3 separate regions of the Mus musculus genome follow, and regions 2 and 3 are each linked to region 1. Evidence: chromatin contacts called from public HiChIP or PLAC-seq data. All regions are on one chromosome and are shown on one strand. The core of a region is the stretch at or near the end of the contact, and the rest is flanking DNA. Distances in the headings are between cores, read along the strand shown.

What was found. HiChIP or PLAC-seq counts read pairs in DNA pulled down with a chosen protein or histone mark.
Region 2: a contact with region 1 is called in an H3K27ac HiChIP or PLAC-seq map of embryonic stem cells, with 9 read pairs. The contact joins the enhancer-like site here to the promoter of Dusp27 in region 1. A contact is called at or near these places in 10 of 39 promoter capture datasets (the 3T3-L1 cell line, the HPC-7 cell line, the SN4741 cell line and 6 more), 2 of 115 datasets of contacts at active chromatin or transcription factors (embryonic stem cells and pancreatic cancer cells) and 3 of 9 other capture datasets (adipose tissue, liver and pancreatic islet).
Region 3: an H3K27ac HiChIP or PLAC-seq map of embryonic stem cells shows a contact between it and region 1, with 4 times the contacts expected there. The contact joins the enhancer-like site here to the promoter of Dusp27 in region 1. A contact is called at or near these places in 1 of 39 promoter capture datasets (maxillary cranial neural crest), 1 of 484 Hi-C or Micro-C datasets (nephron progenitors), 5 of 115 datasets of contacts at active chromatin or transcription factors (embryonic stem cells and pancreatic cancer cells) and 1 of 9 other capture datasets (liver).

The regions. Positions count from the first base shown.
Region 1 is chr1:166,126,646-166,129,150 of GRCm38.p6, reverse strand. Dusp27 (dual specificity phosphatase 27 (putative)) reads left to right here and starts at 1,253. Exons shown (of 6, transcript NM_001160049.1): 1 at 1,253-1,359; 2 at 1,952-2,081. The coding sequence starts at 1,972.
Region 2 is chr1:165,879,013-165,881,517 of GRCm38.p6, reverse strand. Pou2f1 (POU domain, class 2, transcription factor 1) reads left to right here. Exons shown (of 16, transcript NM_198932.3): 14 at 1,043-1,388. Among named protein-coding and RNA genes, the nearest start is that of Gm32999, 31 kb to the right of the region's middle. Within about 2 kb of position 1,252, at least 13 of the 459 cell types and tissues checked have an H3K27ac peak or open chromatin away from gene starts, as enhancers often do. A contact at or near this core is called in embryonic stem cells, where this site is marked.
Region 3 is chr1:165,895,124-165,897,628 of GRCm38.p6, reverse strand. It overlaps Pou2f1 (POU domain, class 2, transcription factor 1), which reads left to right. Exons shown (of 16, transcript NM_198932.3): 10 at 1-4; 11 at 1,047-1,192. Among named protein-coding and RNA genes, the nearest start is that of Gm32999, 47 kb to the right of the region's middle. Within about 2 kb of position 1,253, at least 8 of the 459 cell types and tissues checked have an H3K27ac peak or open chromatin away from gene starts, as enhancers often do. A contact at or near this core is called in embryonic stem cells, where this site is marked.

The DNA.
Region 1 (2,505 bases), core at 4-2,503:
ATTGTCCTGTAAGGTGTGCTAGGATTCACTCTTCAACGTCCCTTCCCTTTTAAGAGTTATCTTCCAGGGTGTGTAACCTCTGTTCTGTCTCTACTTAGACATCTAGCCGGCTGCGGCTCGTTCTTTCCTGCTGCAGGACTGTGCACTGTGCTCTCTCGGCAGCCCCTCCCCACTATTATACCCATTATATTTTATCCAGCTTATCCTTTAAAGGCCTGCTCCTACATCATGTCTCCCACGAAGCCTTCCCTGGCTTCGCAGCTCAGAACTTGCTCCTTCTTGAGATTCAGTGCAGCGCTCTGAGTCTCTTCTAGGGCAGGAACTCCACTCTTACACTTCAGCTATATTTAGTCTCTGTCTAATGCCTCCTAATAAACTGTGAGCTCATTCATTCATTCAGCCAATCTCTGAGGCTACTACTCTGGGCACGTTTCCATCTAGCTAGGAAGACAAGGGCTATGAGTCTAACTAACTTAGTCAGGTACAGTGCCCAGTGCATAGGAGGTAACTAAGAAATATTTACAAACGTGGAGGCAGATGGAAAGATGGATGGATAGGGGAGGGGTCACTGTGGAGAGGGTGAACTGGAAGCCACCAGAAGCATGGAGGCAGGTAGAAGGAAGGATGCACGGACTCTCAGGACGTCGAGCATGAGAGGGTTAACTGTGGGCAGTTGGGGACTGCAAGGATGGTGGCAGAATGTCATGAGTTCCACCATAGAGTGGGTCATGAGTCTTTTGGAGTTTATCAAGTCTTCCGAATTCTTACGTTACTCCCTAGTTGCAACTGGCCACTACCAGGGCCATGAATGGTGAGGCAGAGATATGAAGGGAAGGTACAACTTGTTGTCAGGCTGGTCTCAAGCCATGACTTCTCTTTAATCAAAACATGGTGTTCTCCCCATGCCTGGCTGAGGGCCAACCTGTTCTGTATAATTGGTATTTTCCTTTCCTAGGCTTCCTCCAAGATGCTATGAGGTAAAGTTAAGTTCGTTCCAAATGTGCTGATTTGGATTATTTTCAGAAAGTGCTTTGAGGAGCCAGCCTCCTGCGGGAGATGGTTTTCTCTAGGTCCTTGTGTCACAGCATGAGCCTGTTCTAAACCCACTGCTAAACATCAATGTCTGAGAATCAGCCGGAAGGGAAAGGGTTAAGTGAAGCCTGCATTCCTTCCTCCCAGAGAGCTGCCATCCTATGGGGCCAGAGGCTAAATTTAGAGACTGGCTAAGGTTTCTTGTTAACAGCTGTCCCTCAGAGCAGAAGCACACCAGAGAAGAGAAAGCTCCCGTCCCTCTCTAGACCAAACTTCTGGTCACTTTCCTGGGGTTCTTGGTCCTTGGTGAGGACACACCAGCACAAGGTGAGTGTTCGTTCCCTTCTGTGGTGAGCTGGGACTTAGACTTCAGGGGTGCCAGTCTGCCCTGAGTGTCAGGCCACAGCCATAGCTGGGACTAGCTATCAGGGACTTTTTGTGCCTTAATAGGTAGGCTATGGGGTGGACCTTCAGCCCAAGGCCCTGAATGACACAGAGTCAATAAATATCACTGAAGGGAGCCTGTTTTCCCTTCCAGTAAGATAAAAGGTGTGTACATTAATGTAGTTGGAAGGGGGACTTCAAATGTCCTTTTTAGTCTGGGGAATCCACCGCCTTTCACAAACCTCCCACACTACAGTTAAAATAAACCTTTGCTTTTCCTCTCTGCTTCCCTGTTAATATCCACGAAAGGAGTCAAGATGTCACTTCTTACATATTGTGTCACCTCATGGTATCCTTCTAAGGACAGTCGGCCTTCATCTTCTTGGTTTCCCTATGGCTCCTTTACCCACTCGGGTATTAGCACGCCCTCCCCTCCCCATTCTCAGTCCACCAAGGTGACATTGGTGACACGTCCCCCTCCCCCTACAAAGCCTATGGAATCTAATTCCCTAAACAACCTCTTCCTGTCAGGCAGACAGAGGCTGACAGGCTGACATGGCTACCGGTGGAGACGCAGAGGAGGAGCAGGTAGTTCCAAACGAGGAGGATGAAGCAGATGTGAGAGCTGTACAGGCCCGCTATCTCCGGAGTCCCTCCCCAAGCCAGTAAGTGGGCCACTGCTGAGTGTCATAGGAGCCAGTCAGCATGACGCTGGGCTCTATTCCCCAGGATGGTGGACTGAGGCGTGGTGGTGAGAGCTAGACGTTGGTCTCTCCAGAATGTGTGGTGCTGTGGGCTGGTAGGGTGGGGGAGGGGTGACAAGCACACAGGGAAAGACCAGAGGCTTCTGGGAGGTGCTGCTGCTGGCCTGAACCTGGAAGTAGGAATTTGGCAGGTCAACCGACAGGATGCACTTGATTCACCAGGACCAGGGCTGGATATGGGGTTGAGATGCCAGAAAGTCTAAGAGGAGAGATGAAGAAGGAATGAGGACCAAGGGCCAAGCCCTGGTACTAAAATTATTTTGTACCACAATGGAGGTGTTGATTTTAAAGAAAATACCATATATTCCCGTTTTCTTCTGTCACG
Region 2 (2,505 bases), core at 3-2,502, 250 kb after region 1:
GGTAACTTGTATCAGTTTAACTAAAAAAGGTAGAGGAGGAAGAGGGAAGGAAAAACATGATAAGCATTTACTGACAACTAGAATTAGAGGGCCTGCTCTATATGTTTACTATAGTAGATACCTTACTGGGTCATGAATGGACACATTCTTTTAAGATACTTTTGCCTCTAGACTCTAGCATACCAACTTCCACACATTTTAAATCTGTACTATGCACTATGGCATTCACTAAAGTTTAACATGTGGCTTTTGAATATTTGAAACATGGCTATTTCAAATTTAGGTGTGCTGTTATAATGAGTGTACTGAAAATCTACAGAATGATAGGAAATACTAAAATGATTTTGGTTTTGTCATTTTTGTTCATTGTTTTTGTTTTAGGTGAGGTCTTACTTTGTAGATCTGACTGGCTTCCAACTCTATATAGACCAGGCTGGCCTCAAACTCACAGAGATCTGTCTCTGCCTCTCAGGTGCTAGAATTAAAGGTGTGAACCACCATGCCTGGCTTGATAGCTTTTTAAAAAAGATTTGTTTGAAGGTTTTCTTGTTTTTGTTTTTAACGTATATGAGTGTTTTTCCTACATGTACATCTGTGCACCATCTGTGTGTCTGATGTCTGTCGAGGCCAGAAAAAGGCAGCAGATCCTCTGGAGCTGGAGTTAAAATGGTTGTGAGCATCCCTCTGCAAGAGCAGCCCATGCTCCGAACCACTGAACCATCTCTCTAGCCCCTCATTTGCTCTTTTTTTAATAGAAAATTGAGGCTGGTGGTGGAGACAGGGATGGCACACTGTTATTTCTTTCAGAGTTATGTGGTTACTCTTTCTCTTAAAGTAGGACTCATAGCTTTGGCTCTAAATTGTTTATCATTAATTTGTTAAAATGCTAAGCTAGTTTACTAAAAAAAAAAAAAAAACAAAACAAATTAAGGATTAATGAGTAGTAGGTTAACCATTCTCTTGATTCTAGATACTAATGGAAGTGACTAGTTTTCCAAACCCATTTACAGGAGGCCATCTTCTAACTCAGTTCTCTTCTCAGGCACTACAGACTCGACGTCCAACAACAACACGGCCACGGTGATTTCCACAGCACCCCCTGCTTCCTCAGCAGTCACATCCCCTTCCTTGAGTCCCTCTCCCTCTGCCTCGGCCTCCACCTCAGAGGCCTCCAGTGCCAGTGAGACCAACACGACACAGACCACCTCCACGCCTCTTCCCTCCCCTCTCGGAGCCAGCCAGGTGATGGTGACCACGCCCGGCTTACAGACAGCAGCCGCCGCTCTCCAAGGAGCGGCACAGTTGCCAGCAAACGCCAGTCTTGCTGCTATGGCTGCTGCTGCGGGACTCAGCCCAGGCCTCATGGCACCCTCACAGTTTGCTGCTGGGTAAGGAGCTTTCCCATTCCGTTTGCATCCAGAACAGAACTAGGATCTCATTCCTGCAGCTCCCGGGGAAAATTTGTTATCGCTGTCTTAGGTGGAAAGTATATCTGAGATGGGTTTGCACTTAAGTTTCTAAGTAGCCACATTGTCATTTCCACATGATGACACAGAACTGAGTCACTGAGTAACTCAGTGAGAGAACCAGGAAAATGCTCAGAATTCATCATTATTAAGCTTTCTTCAGTCAAGTATATTTATCTACTTTTTAATTCCCCCAAAACAGGTAAAACTTGGAATAAAGTGATATCTGATTTTATGTGTTTTTCAGTTTTTCTCTGATAATTTCATACATGTATGCAATGTATTTTGGTCATATCCATCCCCAACTCCTCCCAAACTGCCCTGAACTCACCCCCACCCACACGTACGACTTCATTTTTCATGTTTTTTGTTGTTGTTTTGTTTTTTTTCTTCAAGTAGCCAGTCTAGTTAGTTAGTGCTGCCTGTGTATATGTGACTGTAGACCTGCCCACTGGGACACGAGTGACCCACCAGTGAGCTCTCAACTGCCAATAGCTCTTCAGCTAGGGGCGGAATAAGAGCCCTTGCCCTGTCTATACCAGAATGTGTCTGGCTTGATCTTGTTCAGAGAACCTACTCTGCATTCAATGAGTGCAAATTTCATGTCCGGGTCTACAAGACATCAGTTCACAAAACTCCCAGCCTCCAACTCTTACATCTTTTCTACTGAGGAACATTTTCATTAATGTTCCCTAAGTCTTGATGTTAGGGAGATACGGTTGATAGTGATGTCCTATTTAGGGCTGCATACCCAACAGTTGTTTATTCTTATCAGTTTGACCAGTTGACTGCATTAATTATTATCCACTGCAGTAAGAGTTGAGAGCATCATACATCTGGGTATTAACATAAGTTCTTAGAGAGCAGTTCGCCATAACCATTTAACAAAACAATAGTCAGTATCTGCCCCTGCCCTACTCTTGGCCCATGAGCTCCCCATCCAATGGGCTTTTGACTACATTTACAGTACCAGGCAGGAACTTCCTGCTATGAATAGGCCTCAGATCAAACCAGAAACCAGTTGTTTACCACTAGAGCA
Region 3 (2,505 bases), core at 4-2,503, 230 kb after region 1:
GCAGGTGAGTGAACATAGAAAGAAATCTCTTCATTGTCCATGGGGTTTCCTAGGAGGGATTAGTCTGCAAACTGGGTGCTTACTGTATTGCTGATACTACAAAGTGTTGGATCCACTAAATCTATGGAAATCATTTGAGCTAGGTCTAAGGATGGACATAGATTTTTTTTTTGAGGATAAGGGTTAGAAGGCCTGTGTGTGTGTAGAAAATCTTAAAGGACAGACAGATTATTCCTTCCTTGAGTAGATTGCCATAGAATTTGTTCCTGGTAATATTTCTGCTTTTGTTAAAAATGACCAGCTATTTCATACAAAATTAGATTTCTGGTCTTGAATTATTTATTTAACTTTGAGACATCCTTTTAAAAACTTTGAATTTTGAGCCACAAAATCAGACTTCAGGAGCTAAAAGGAACCACAAAGATGCCTAACCATGTACTTTCCTTTGTAGATAGAAACAAAAATTAGGCCTTCAGAAAGGAAGATCTTAGACACACCCTCACCCTTGGCATATTGATTCAGTAACTGGGGGAAGTTTAGCCATCTGTTATCTTTTTTGCAGTCACAGGCAAGAACCACTGGTCTGTTCCATCTTGTTTTCATACAGTAGAAAGAAAGCCATTGAAACATGCCCAGGCTTATTCAGTGTTTCCTAAGCTTAAAGAATTCCAAAGTACCCTCTCTCAACTCTTGTGCTAAGAAACTGAAAAGCCATCTTTAAATTAAACATTAAATAATCCAATGAATTTTAAGAAACATTGTTCCTTTTTATCCTCAGCTTATAAACAAGCAAATGTACCGAACTGAGGGAAGTGTAAGTGGAGGAATAGAACCTTTGTATTCTCAGAAACAAACCAAAAATGAGTGGTGACAAAGTTAACCGCCCTGGGATAAAGGTTGCCAGTAAGGACAGTGGGAAGTCAACAGTCCTGAGCAATGCTTCCATGGAATCTCACATTACTAAACATTTTACCAGTTTTCTTGTTCTTATGTATTCTGATATGAATCCTTAAGCTCAGCTGTTTGTGTTTTCTTCATTTCTGTAGAGAACCTCTCATCTGATTCTACAGCATCTAGCCCAAGTGCTTTGAATTCTCCAGGATTGGGGGCTGAGGGCTTGAATCGTAGGAGGAAAAAACGCACCAGCATAGAGACCAACATCCGTGTGGCCTTAGAGAAGAGTTTCATGGAGGTGGGTGTGACTTTTCATGTGTACGGCACTGTTGGGGACTGCAGAGATTAAAGCATATCCTTGTCTTCCTCCGCCCTGTGGGCATTTAACAGGGAGAAAGGAGGATACCAGGTGCTACTGCACTTCAGCGCTGCAGAACTCGAGAGAGACAATGGTTTGAATCATGTGAGCTTTTGGGAGGGAGCTAATCTTGCAGACTGGAAAAGATAGAAGAGTACCTCACACAGAGCCATCTCATAAGCATAGGCCTCCAGAGGAAACCATGCCTGTTCAGACGAAACACTGGTGGTTTGGCTGGCTAAATTTTAGTGTCTTTATGCCTAGAATGGTAGTTTGGGGGCACAACACTAGAGACCTCGAATATCCTATTCTGGAGTTCAAATTAATTCAACAGATATTTGGCTTTAAAACAAATGAACTTTCTACTTAAGGAAACATTGAATCAGGAGTCTTTCTTGTCTTTGCCTCTTATTAAAGGCACATCACGTCTCTTGATTTCAAGATGTTCCTGCGCCTATAAAACTGCCTTCCATTCCTGTCTCAGAAGCATAGTGTGAGGTCCGAGTTAGTATGAATGAAGCACTGAAAACTCAGGCATTCCTAGTAGTCCATAAAGTTGTATCACTTTGATAACTTTCAGATTAATAGACTTTAGCCAGGCATGAGACAGCTAATCCCAGTGCCTGGGAAGCAAAGGTAGGTGGATCTTTGTAATTTTGAGGCCAACCTGGTCTACATGCAGAGTCCCAGGGCAGCCAGAGCGACACACTAAGACCCTGTCTTTAAAAAAAAAATAGACCTTTACAGTAAGGATCACTTATTCTGTTCATAAAATTTTAGATAAGTGTAGTATGTATTAAAACACTTTTGTAGAAGTTGTTGCTAAAGTCTTAATGTGGTCATAAATATTCTACCATGCTTTTCTAGCTGGCTTCTTCCTATGGGTATACTAGTTCATAAAGTTATTTCATAAAGTTGGTTATGGTGGCACGTGCCTTTAATTGCAGTACTCAGGAGGCAGAGGCAGGCAGATCTCTGTAACTTGAGGTCATCCTGGTCTACATAGACTGAGGTTTGATTCCTAAAACCCCACATAGTGGCTCAGAACCATCTGTAATTCTAGGTCCAGGAGATTGAACACTATGTCTTCTGACCTCTGGGGTCAGTGTACATACATGCAGGCAAAATACACATACACGTAATAAATAAATCTTAAAAGAAACAAAGTGTTCTAAAGCTAGGATATAATTCAAATGTAGAGCCATTATCCCTGGATTCAATCTCCAGCATGGCAAATATATAACATGAAATTT